Linked DNA regions of Mus musculus: all the other regions are linked to region 3. The links are chromatin contacts, called in public promoter capture Hi-C maps. All regions are on one chromosome and are shown on one strand. The core of a region is the stretch at or near the end of the contact, and the rest is flanking DNA. Distances in the headings are between cores, read along the strand shown. Region 1 holds the start of Tpp1 (tripeptidyl peptidase I). Region 2 holds the start of Dchs1 (dachsous cadherin related 1). Region 3 holds the start of Fam160a2 (family with sequence similarity 160, member A2).

Region 1 (3,613 bases), core at 339-2,838, 350 kb before region 3:
GTGTCTTCACAGAGATTGCTCGGCTCAAGGATGAAGCTCGTCCGTGTCCTCCAGCTCCCCGTATTGACCCACCACCCCTCATCACTGCTGTGGCACACCCAGGAGCCAAGTCTGTTCCCCCAAAGCCTGCAAGCACAGCTGTAGCCCGGGCCATCTTCCCACCAGCCTCTCACCGCTCCCCTATCAGCCATGAAGGCTCCCTCTCCTCAGCTGCCATGTCCCCCAGCTTCTCACCCTCACTGTCTCCTTTGGCTGCTCGCTCTCCCGTTGTCTCACCATTCGGGGTAGCCCAGGGCCCCTCAGCTTCAGCACTCAGTACAGAGTCTGGCCTGGAGCCTCCGGATGACACAGAGCTGCGCATCTAGCTGTGGCCCTAACTGGGCCCCGACCTGGGACACGTCCAGTGTCCCCAAAGCAGGCCCCATTCTCAGCCTGCCCTGGGCAGCCTCGGACCATGACTGACTATGGGGAGGCCACCACCAGTCCCCTGCTCTCCACCTTAAACTCTTATAGCTGGGACAGGTCCCACATTTCTCTGCAGTTCCTTCAGCACTAGGACCACAGAGGGCCTGTTGGTCATGACCTGTGGCCAGATCCAGTGTGGAGAGAAATAAGAATGAGGCAACAGCCTTGGGTTCTCTTCAGCCAAGACTTCCTGCCCTGCACCAGCGCCCTGCGATGGAGCTGAGACTTTATTTATTGGGGGTTAGGGGGATGGGGAGGTCCCTCCAATCTGGGCCCAGCTCTTTTGGGTTCTTCTGACATCCCTGCCCCTGCCCAGAACAAGTGCCAATTCTCACTCTGGAGCCTTAATAAACTGCAGTTTGTATCCAGCCTCTGGCTCTGTTCTGTCAGGGTAACCAGAAGTCACTGGCGTAGCACTGTGGATACCTGGCACAGTAGCCAAGGAGGCCCAGAGGGAGGGCGGACAACAGGACATGTAGGAGTAGGGTTGGCACTGAGAGCTCAGAAGCCTAGCCTTGGGATCTCTGCTGCTTTCCCCTCTAACATGGTCAGGACTTGAACTGCAGTGGTTTCCTGCAGAGACTGACAGAGTAGGAAGCAGTCTAGGGTCCTAAGCCTGAGGGTCTGGAATAAGATATGGTGATTATTAAGAGTAGGTAAGTGAAGAAATCCCCAACCCCCCCCCCCCACACACACACACCTTGGAAACATGAAATGTCCACATTCATAAGAGCTCACATTAGTTGAGTCTGCCAGGTCAGTCTTGGCTCCATAGGCTTGCTTTATTGCAATGTCCACTTTTACTCCCAAGTATGAGGCACATTTCTTTTACGTAACAGTCACTGAATTTTAAGTGAAGAAACCTAGGCTCTGAGAGCTTGTTTTTCTAATATTGTACGGCCAGGAGCAGCCCATACCTATGGGGCTTCAGAGCCCACTCCTTTATGATTCCTTTAGAGACAGACAGACTTGGGCAGCAGGTGAAGAGGAGCCCTGGGCTTAGATGCTCAACACAGCATAGAATTCTAATAGCAGCCCCAGCATTCAGAACAGCTCATTTGGGAGGGAGGAGTCAGCAACGTCACTAGTTACTAGGCAGGGAGATGGGGGAGGTGCCAGACCATGCTCATGTGACTTATCACATGACTACAGATCAGCCTGAAAGCCAAAATGGGACTCCAAGCCCGGTGAGAAACTGAGGTGGGGAGGGTAGCTAAGGGGGATTACATTAGAGGGATTACATGTTGTAGAAGGAGTACAATGAGGGTTCGGCTCCTGATGAAACCCACCTGCTGTCCCTGCAGCCTCCTAGGGCTCCTTGCTCTCGTCATCGCCGGCAAATGCACTTACAACCCTGAGCCGGACCAGCGGTGGATGTGAGTTGATTTAGTACTACAGGTGCCTGTCTCTGCAGACGCTTGGTCCTAGCTTTCCTCATCCTCAACTGCTCCTAGTACCCACTCTGTAGCCTTATTCGACACCCCCTCGGCTTAATCTCTGGTCATTTATCTCCTATGATCCTTATCTGCATCTAGGATTCGACCCAAAGTCTCAGTTCTTAATCCCAAACTTTCCATGATCTGGATTTCTCGTTATGGCCTAATCAAATCATGTCCCTGACCCTGTAGGCTGCCTCCAGGCTGGGTGTCCCTGGGCCGCGTGGATCCCGAGGAAGAGCTGAGTCTCACTTTTGCGCTGAAACAGCGGAACCTGGAAAGACTCTCGGAGCTGGTGCAGGCTGTGTCGGATCCTAGCTCTCCTCAATATGGTGCCTATCAGTTGGGGCAGGAAGTGGGAGGCAGGACCAGGCAGGCACTGGCTGGTGCAGATCATGTAGGGCCATGTTTCTGGTATGACAGACAAATGACAATAACTGCCATATTCATACACACACACACACACACACACACACACACACACACACACCAAAATTTCCACCTGAGTTCTTCAGTCTTAAAACTAAGAACAAATCTAAGCCTAGTAGCATGAGGTAATAATCCTAGCTACTTGGACTAAAACAGGACGATTTTGAATCCAAGGCATGCCTGGGCAGTGTAGCAATATTGTCAACATTAAAACCAATTTTTTTTAGAGGCCTAGCTAGCTCATTGATAGGGTGGGTGCTTACGGAGCATATGAAAAACCCTAGGTTCAAGTGCCAGGAAGATGGTGGGTGTGGGGTAGCTAGCTGTGTTTAAGAACACATGATTCATAATCAGATCTAGATTGAAATGTTCACTTACCCTACCAGCTCTCAAATGGAGGACTAGCACTTAGTGTGTGTGCATGATCAAGTCATGGACCTTACCCCACTCTCATAGCCACTGCCACACCCTCCTCTGTTGCTAGTTCAAGTCCTAAATTGTCTTTGGATTAATCCACTCTGGCCATTCCTCTTGCTACCAACTCAGTTGTTTATTCTCTTTCTGGATTACTGCCCAGTACCCGGACTGGTTTGAAGCTTCCTCTCCTTCACCCCACTCCCCAGAACAGTCCCTTCTCTATTCTAGAGTATTCTCTATGGTGCTCAGGCTGGAGTGAATCCTTCCCCTGCTTAAAGTCCTGTATGGTGAGGCAAGGGTGTGTGTGTGTGTGTGTGTGTGTAGAATGGAGGCGAGAGGAGGGGGGGGCATCCTTAGAGCACCCAAGAAGCTCCTCATATGCAGGAAAGAATGACTCACCGTTATGTTGTTTAAAATCAACAAGGATGAAGAGCTGAGCTAAATTAGAAGGTTCTGTATAACTGGCTCCAAAAGTTTGGGGAAATCTTTTTGAAGATAAGCTTAAAATGGGATATTGAAAGTTTACTAACGTCCTTGAGTTTTTGTGACCATGGTAACACATGCTGTGCATTTTTCCTGGCCATGACGTTTCATGTCTCTCGAGCCTTTTCTTCCCTTTGACTCTCACTATGCCTAGCCCTACACAGTCCTCCTCGGGAAGTTTTGATGTCCTCTGATTGAGGTCCAGACAGACAACCCAGGAAAGCCTCAAATGAGGACGAGAGCCTCTTCTGAATCCCTGCAGGAAAGTACCTAACCCTGGAGGATGTAGCTGAGCTGGTTCAACCATCACCCCTGACCCTCCTCACTGTCCAAAAGTGGCTCTCAGCAGCTGGAGCCCGGAACTGCGATTCAGTGACCACCCA
Region 2 (3,482 bases), core at 271-2,770, 390 kb before region 3:
TCTGGCTCCAGAGTCCACAAGCTTAGTCACCATACCATACTGCCCTATCCAGTGGTTTGTTGTTCAAAATAAAGTAAATGAGAGCAAACCCTGTAATATGAGAGATGTTGTAAGGACTCAAATATAAGGTTACTCCCTCTTTCCTGAGAGATGATTTTGGAAAAACAAAAAAGCAAAAAAACCTCACCCTATATTCAAACTTATACGGTATTTGCAGATGACTCCCAAATATTTATGCCCAGCCCAGACCGCTCCTTCAAATGTAGACCTACCTACCCAACATGCACTTCAAAGGCAGAAGCCCCAAATCCCAAGTCATCATCTTTCCAAGCCCATTCCCTTCCCCACCCCTGCTCACCACCACCCACCGGGCAGTGCAAGCCTGAAGCCCAGATAACCATGGAGCATCTCAGCCTCTCTTTCCATCTTCCATGATCATACTCCCTCCTTTTTCCCTAAGGTCCTTTGTCCTCTCTTCCTAGAAGTTCCCAGTTTCTCTGTGCCACTTGTACCTGCTAGAATGCCTTTCTTCCCTCACATCGATCACAGTCCTAAGGACAAGGTATAAAAGCTTCCAGGTTGCTTACTGTCATCCACTTAACTGACTTTACACACACATACAAAGCCTTCCTCCCAAATTGGTCCCTCAAGACCTTTGTCATCTTCTTACCCAGTTTTTCATTTTACTTATCTAGGGAAATACACTCTCAGACTACCACCAGCCCCTAAACTCTATGGTTTAATACCTCTCGATCTCTAAATTCACATTTGGGATGGACGAGGAAATAAGAGAATGAGAAGCCAGGGCTGACAGGGGGAAAGGGAATAGGATCACAGGGTAGTAAGTGAGTAGCAGAAAAGACCGGGGATGTTAAGATGGACGGAAGGAAAGAGGAGAGGACGGGGTGATGAAGGGAAGGGAAAGGTGTGAAGTAAGAGCGGTTATGGACAAAAGAAAGAGCCAGGAAAAGGGGTGGGGAGAAAAGGTGCAGAGAAGACGGACGAACAGACAGAGCAAGATAGCGGGCATTTGATGGAGGGAAGCTGGATACAGAAAGAACAACGAGAAGAGAGACCGGGAGAAGTGGGTAAAGAAGAGGTGTGAAGGGGTGAGACAGAACAGGGCAGTGGGGCAGAAGCGGACCATGGCGGAGTAGGGATGGAAGAACGAAGACCAGTACAGAATGGAGAAAGAAAAACGGAGAGGAGGAAGGGGACGGGACGGGACGAAAGGATCTGGCGCGGTAGTAGCCTGGAGAAGGGACGGCGCGGCGCTGGGGCGGGATCCGGCGCCCGGGCCTGGGGCCTGGGGCCGGGAAGTGGAGGGGTGGAGGGCGGGCGGGAGGCGCGGGGACCGCGGCAGCGCGGGTGGGGGCGGGGGCGGGGGCTCGGCGGAGGGCGGGGGCTCGGGTTACCGCGCGGAGGGAGGGAGGGGAGGGGGCTCGGGCCGCGGCGGCGCATCTTGCATCCTCCGCGGGGTGGCTGTGCAGGAGGCGGCGCCCCTGCGGCGGTGGCGGACAGACGGACGGACCGACCGACGGTCGAGCGAGCGCAGACAGACGGCGGCCCGCGCCGAGGGCACTGTGAGCCCGAGCCAGTCAAAGCGGACGATGCGCGGCCCCAGGCCCCGCACTGGCGGGCGCTGCCCCGGGGGCTGACCGCGGCCGGACTGCGCCCCAACACTGGGCGAGGGAGCCCGCACCGCATCGAGGTCAGTGACCGGCCCGTCCGGCCGCACCCGCGGGGTCGGTCGGCCTCCCCGACTGCGGCGGCGGCGGTGGCGGAGCCGGGGGCTTTGTTCTGAGCCGAGACAATGGGGGAGGGGGGGGCCGGGGCCTGCGGGAGAGGGCGAGCGTGAACGTGAGCATGGGGGCAGGGCCGGGGGGTCTTTGTGTGCGGGTGTCATCGAGTGGGAGTGTGTGGTGGTGCTTGAGTGTGCGGTTGGGGGGCGGGGGGTTGGTGGGTGAGGGCAGGACAGTGTGTGTGCAGTGAGTGTGAGTCAGTGAGTGTCCTCGCGCGGTTGTGTGTGCATGTGCGTGTCACTTGGAGGGGGTGTGGGTCAGAATGAGGGTGTGCCAGGACAAGCAGGTCCTTGTGAGGATGTGTGCCTGGGTGCCTTTTACCTGGCTCTATTGGAGCCATGTGTCAGAACGTATTGATGGGTGTGTGACAGAGACACAGAGACACAGACAAAGAAACGGAGGGAGCAGAAGTAAAGAGAAGCAGAGGGGAGAGGAGGAAGCCTGAGGTGGCAGTGTGTCACCCAAACTAGTATTCTAAGTGCATCCTGGTACCAGAGCCTGCAAGTTTCTGTCCAGGATGCTTAGATCAGAGTCCTGGTCAGGGGACAGAGAGAGGTCACTGCAAGCCTAGGTCCCACGTGGAGGGGGTGGGGAGAGAGAACTCAAAGGCACAATGAACTCAGTGTGCATGGGCTGGGCCCACAGCCACAGGTCATAGGCCAGAAAAATATTGTCACTTATGTCAACTCTTCAAATACCCATAGGGGACATAGTCATAATCCTCTTCAACCCACAGGGACCGAGTCCCAGGCAACATACATTCTCAAGAGATACACTCACAGCCTGGACACCCCTAAAGAGGAACTGTCAGAACCAACTTACACCCACTATAGATGCCTGCCAAGCTAGCATGTACCTGTGGAAGAAGTTCTCAGTGTGGTGTCCATACAACAGTAATGTTCCAGCCATGTTACATGAAGAGTCATTGCCACAGCCAACTCATACCACAGGAGACAATGGTGTTGCCAGCACCTCTCAGAACAACACATGCCAATTGGAAATACTATCAGGCAGGGCATGACAGGGATTTTTATGTATCTCCTCAGCCTGCTCACATAAGTCACAGGTGACTCAGAACTAATAGAAGGTTGTGTTGTAACTGTCCTTACCTCCGAACCTCTTGTACAACTTCTAGGAGACAGTCATGGACCATATATCCATACTACAAGGAAAGCTATATGGTATTGCTACTGCTAAAGAAGCCCTTTAGCTTCTAAGACTCACACTGTTACTCTTCATCCCCAGAACTCCAGAACTTCTGTCTCCTGGACACTGAGAGCTGGATGTGAGCTTTTCCCCCCTGGTCCTACATGCTACCATGGAAGTCTCCATGGAGTCTCCCTAAACACCAGCTGCACAATTTCCTCAGTTTCTTTCGCTCCTGGTATGCTCTTTTGTCCCATGACTACTCTGTTTGAACTCTTCCATCCCAACCTGTATTCCACTCTGAACATAGCTTCCATCTCTTTATAGCTTCCAGATGCCTTTTCTCCTGTTTTACTCTTTAACCCAGTGGTTCTCAACCTTCCTAATGCTGTGATCGTTTAATACCATTCTGTGGTGACCACCGGCCATAAAATCATTTTCAATGCTATTTTATAACTGTGTATTTTGCTACTGTTATTAATCCTAATATAAATACCTGTGTTTTTCAATGGCCTTCCCTCACAGGGGTCATGA
Region 3 (3,614 bases), core at 9-2,508:
CAGTGTCCACAAACTCCCTTTTCTACATCCTTTTGATCCTATTTTGGGCTTTGCTTTTGAATGACCATTTGCAAAGGTGCCCTGTCCACCTGACTATGTATAAAATTCCAAGACTATAATATAAACTAACACGGTCAACTAGTCCCGCAGTATTATATATTCCGTTTTCATTCTCATCTGATCTTTGCTTTGCATGCTCCCAGCTCCAGGTGTTCTCCGGGTCTTGACCATTCTGCCTTGCCTTGGGATAGCTAATTCTTTAGGGTGAAATTTTTATTTCTTTCTTCTTTATGGATACTTTTAATTTGAACCAGTTTTAGAATCACAGAAAAGTCACAAAAACAACACACAAAGCTGTAAACTCCTTACCCATGCCCCCCTGTCATCCATCATATTATGTAATCACAGAATGATCACAATCAGGTAACACTGATAGAATCAACTACAGATTTTATCGGAAACTGCTAATTCTCTTAGTGTTTCTCACTCTTGTTTCAGCCAGCATTTCTCCCTGAAGCCATCTCTCAGCTCTTTCATCCTCTATGAACAGGGATCATGCTAAGTGCTGCTTCTAGACGCTTTTCCTTTCGCAGCCCTAAGACTGAGACAGGTTCTAACGGATCAGGAATCCAGGCTGTCATGTAGGAACTTATTCCACGTTCTACGAGGTCACGGAAGCTTCGGGAGAGCTAGGAAGAGGCGGTCTTCACGGGTAGGAAGGTAGAATCCAACCGGCGTGCATAAGTCTGGTGGAAACAAACTAGCTTGGTAGCAAACAGCCTGGTCTAGGAGAGCTTTCTACAGCCCTGCCCACAGACTGGCCCTTGGCCTATCCTTTAGGAAAAGCCCTGCCCACTTGACGCTATAAGCACCGCCCAGGGCCTGTGTTCCCGCCCCCTCGTCCTCGCCCTCTATCTCTCCCAGTGCCTTCCAAAGCCTACTCTTTCCTAGCCTCAGAAGCTTGTCCCTCCCTTAGAGCAGCCTTCTGCCCTCCGGTTCGAATTTCTCTCCTCTGTCCCCGCCTCTTCTCAGTCGTCCCCTATAAAACGCCAGAATCCTCAGAAGGGCGGAGTCTGCGGGTCGAGGGGGCGGGGCCTGAGAGTGTGGAGCCGCTCCTTTCTTGGAATGCGGACGGAGACCCCGCCCCTGCGCTCGGCCGTTGCCAGGAAACGGGCGTCGACGCTCTGGCTGGGGCCTGGCCGGACCAATGAGCTGGCACGCCGCTGCCCAGCCGTGCGTCACTGGGCGGTTGCGTGAGGTGCGCGGGGGCGCGGGCTGCGTGTGGCGCGGGGCGGGGCGCGGCTGGTTCGCCTGAGGAGCGATGGCGGCGGCCTGAACTCACCTAGCCCGGCCGCCGACAGGCCCGGGCAGGGCGGCGTGGTGCAAGTGAAAGAGACGCGTGGGCCGCGGCGCGCGCAGAGGCGCAAGGTGCCGAGGGGATTCGGGATGACGGCACCGGGTTTGGAATTGAAGGGACAGGGTGAAGGGTTGGCAGGTGGTGAGGGGCTGCGAACATCTGAGGTAGGGGGGCAGGGGACAGCCTAGGTGCTGTGCACCAGGAAGAAGCCCGCTGGAGGGGATCCTGGGCCCAGCTCCGAAGGGCCCAGTTGAAGGAACTCATAACCACCGTTTGCAAAGGGTGTGGGTTCGCTGAGCTTGGAAAGGTGAGGGACGTCCTGGGACAAGAGTTGAGGGGGTAAGGCCTGTGCGGGGATGGGGAGCGTTAAAGGCCAAGGCGGGAACCAGCGGGGGATGGCTGTGCCTTGGTGTAGCAGTTGAAAGCAGGGCAGAGGAGGAAAGGGGCTTGAGGGTTATGAGACTTGCATGAGAGCTGAGGTTGGTTGTGGGGCCTCCTTGGATGCCCTGTCCAGGGAGAGCAATAGTTTACGATCAAGTAAAGTACAGGCGCAAGTGTTGTGCACTTGGCCGCCCTGTGCCCATAGATATGTTAGAGAGTGAGAGAGGAGGAAAAAAAAAAAAACCCCAGAACCACAATAACAAACCCCAAACACCACACACAAAACAGCATCATAAGCAACAGTAACTGTGATAAGGAAAATGTTTGAGGTTTAGTCATCTACAGAGTAATAATGGAACCACAGTTTCCTCAGGTTCTGCTTTTGTAAGGCAGACTTTAAAATGAGGCCATCAGGAAGTTTGTTTTTGTGTTTTGAGAGGTGGAGAGAGAGAACTACCCATATTTTCTCTCTGCCTGCTTCTGGGCACCCTTACTACATTCCTCCTTCCCTGTTGCTGTCATCTGTATTGGACGAGCAGTTGCTTTCATGGAAGTCACATGGCTTGTTATATGCAGCACTGTGTTTAGGTTTGCTCTTCTTAGGAGTTTGAAAAGCAGGAACAAAAAACCCATGACTTTGTGGAAGCAAATTTTTGTACAGTAAATGCTTATACTTTAAGTGTACATGTTTTGACATATGTGCATATTTGTGAAATCAAGATGCCAAACACTTAGACCACCTGAAAAGTTTTCTCTATTTTACAGCTCATATTTCCCTCTGTATCCTATAATTAAGTTCATTTTATTTGTATTTTATAAGTCCATCTCCTTATCCACACAGACATGAATTTGGGGAAGTTAGTCTCACTAGTGATATGATCCATTCTCTGGATCTTCTCTCTGATCTGACAGTCGGCTATGTAGTTGAGGTGTCTTGAACCTCCTTTAACCATAACAGTATTTAGGTCTTTCTATGAAGACTATCCCTAGAGAATTTGAGGCAGCCTCAGTTTATATTCTGTTAAAGAATCTCAGCTTCAGAGCTAGTTATTTTATCTTGTGGTATATTTTCTTCTCTCTGGAGACCAAAGAGGCCTTCTTCATAATGATATGTCTGGCCAGATAATCAGAACTTTTGAGGACCGACAAGCATAACAGGTTGTAGTAGTGGTTCCCAAACACTGACCTGTGGATCCAGTCCATGGTAGCGTTCATCTGTATAAGACAGGATGAAAGAACTAAAAATAAAGTTATATCCTGGGGGAGTGGCTCAGTGGGAGAGTGCCCTTCCATATTCAAAACTATAAGTTTGATCCCAACACTGCCAAAAGAGGGGCAGGGGTAACTTATTCTAATATTATTGTTCTTTTTTGGTGTTAAGGTGCTCTTTGCTCTTTCACTGGAGAAATAATTAGTGGTAAAGTACATGGTAGGTTTAAAGAAAATGATGAAAATAAAAAGTTGATCACCTTTTTAAAAAATAAATATTTTACTGGTTTATGAAATCCTGACATTCAGAATGATAGTGGTGTGTGTGTTGTTTTAGGTTGAAGAACCATGTACTTATATAGTAATTTTATGTAACTTTAGATATCTGAGTAGCATGCATGCTTACATATTATATTAATTCATTATAAAATCAAAGTGACATGCTTTACATAGCATCCTTAAAATTTGCTGAAATTATGTTGATACCTTGTGAAGTAGGCAAAGGAAGGAATTTTAGAGATGAGTCAGATTCAGAAGCTAGCAGTTTCACAGGGTAGAGGGACAAAACAAGTCAGTTTGGCATCTTCATAGTGCTAGTGACTAGAGGAAGGAAGATTTGTAATAGAAAGTAAAGGCAGTGTGGGCAAAGGGCACATTATATATTGGA

What was found. Promoter capture Hi-C pulls out the DNA fragments that hold promoters and counts their contacts. Capture Hi-C pulls out chosen DNA fragments and counts their contacts.
Region 1: a promoter capture Hi-C map of second pharyngeal arch cranial neural crest shows a contact between it and region 3. The contact joins the promoter of Tpp1 here to the promoter of Fam160a2 in region 3. A contact is called at or near these places in 12 of 39 promoter capture datasets (the C10 cell line, the HPC-7 cell line, cranial neural crest and 8 more), 14 of 484 Hi-C or Micro-C datasets (CD4 T cells, the G1E-ER4 cell line, Th1 cells and 7 more), 2 of 115 datasets of contacts at active chromatin or transcription factors (bone marrow-derived macrophages and memory CD8 T cells) and 2 of 9 other capture datasets (adipose tissue and liver).
Region 2: a contact with region 3 is called in a promoter capture Hi-C map of adipose tissue. The contact joins the promoter of Dchs1 here to the promoter of Fam160a2 in region 3. A contact is called at or near these places in 5 of 39 promoter capture datasets (cranial neural crest, embryonic stem cells, frontonasal cranial neural crest and 2 more), 1 of 484 Hi-C or Micro-C datasets (uterus) and 1 of 9 other capture datasets (adipose tissue).

What each region holds. Positions count from the first base shown.
Region 1 is chr7:105,750,210-105,753,822 of GRCm38.p6, reverse strand. It overlaps Tpp1 (tripeptidyl peptidase I), which reads left to right and starts at 1,588. Exons shown (of 13, transcript NM_009906.6): 1 at 1,588-1,652; 2 at 1,770-1,841; 3 at 2,094-2,233; 4 at 3,493-3,613. The coding sequence starts at 1,636. It overlaps Dchs1 (dachsous cadherin related 1), which reads left to right. Exons shown (of 21, transcript NM_001162943.1): 21 at 1-834. The coding sequence ends at 365.
Region 2 is chr7:105,785,588-105,789,069 of GRCm38.p6, reverse strand. It overlaps Dchs1 (dachsous cadherin related 1), which reads left to right and starts at 1,520. Exons shown (of 21, transcript NM_001162943.1): 1 at 1,520-1,711.
Region 3 is chr7:105,397,698-105,401,311 of GRCm38.p6, reverse strand. Fam160a2 (family with sequence similarity 160, member A2) reads left to right here and starts at 1,258. Exons shown (of 12, transcript NM_199009.3): 1 at 1,258-1,428. It also overlaps a transcript of Cnga4 not described here.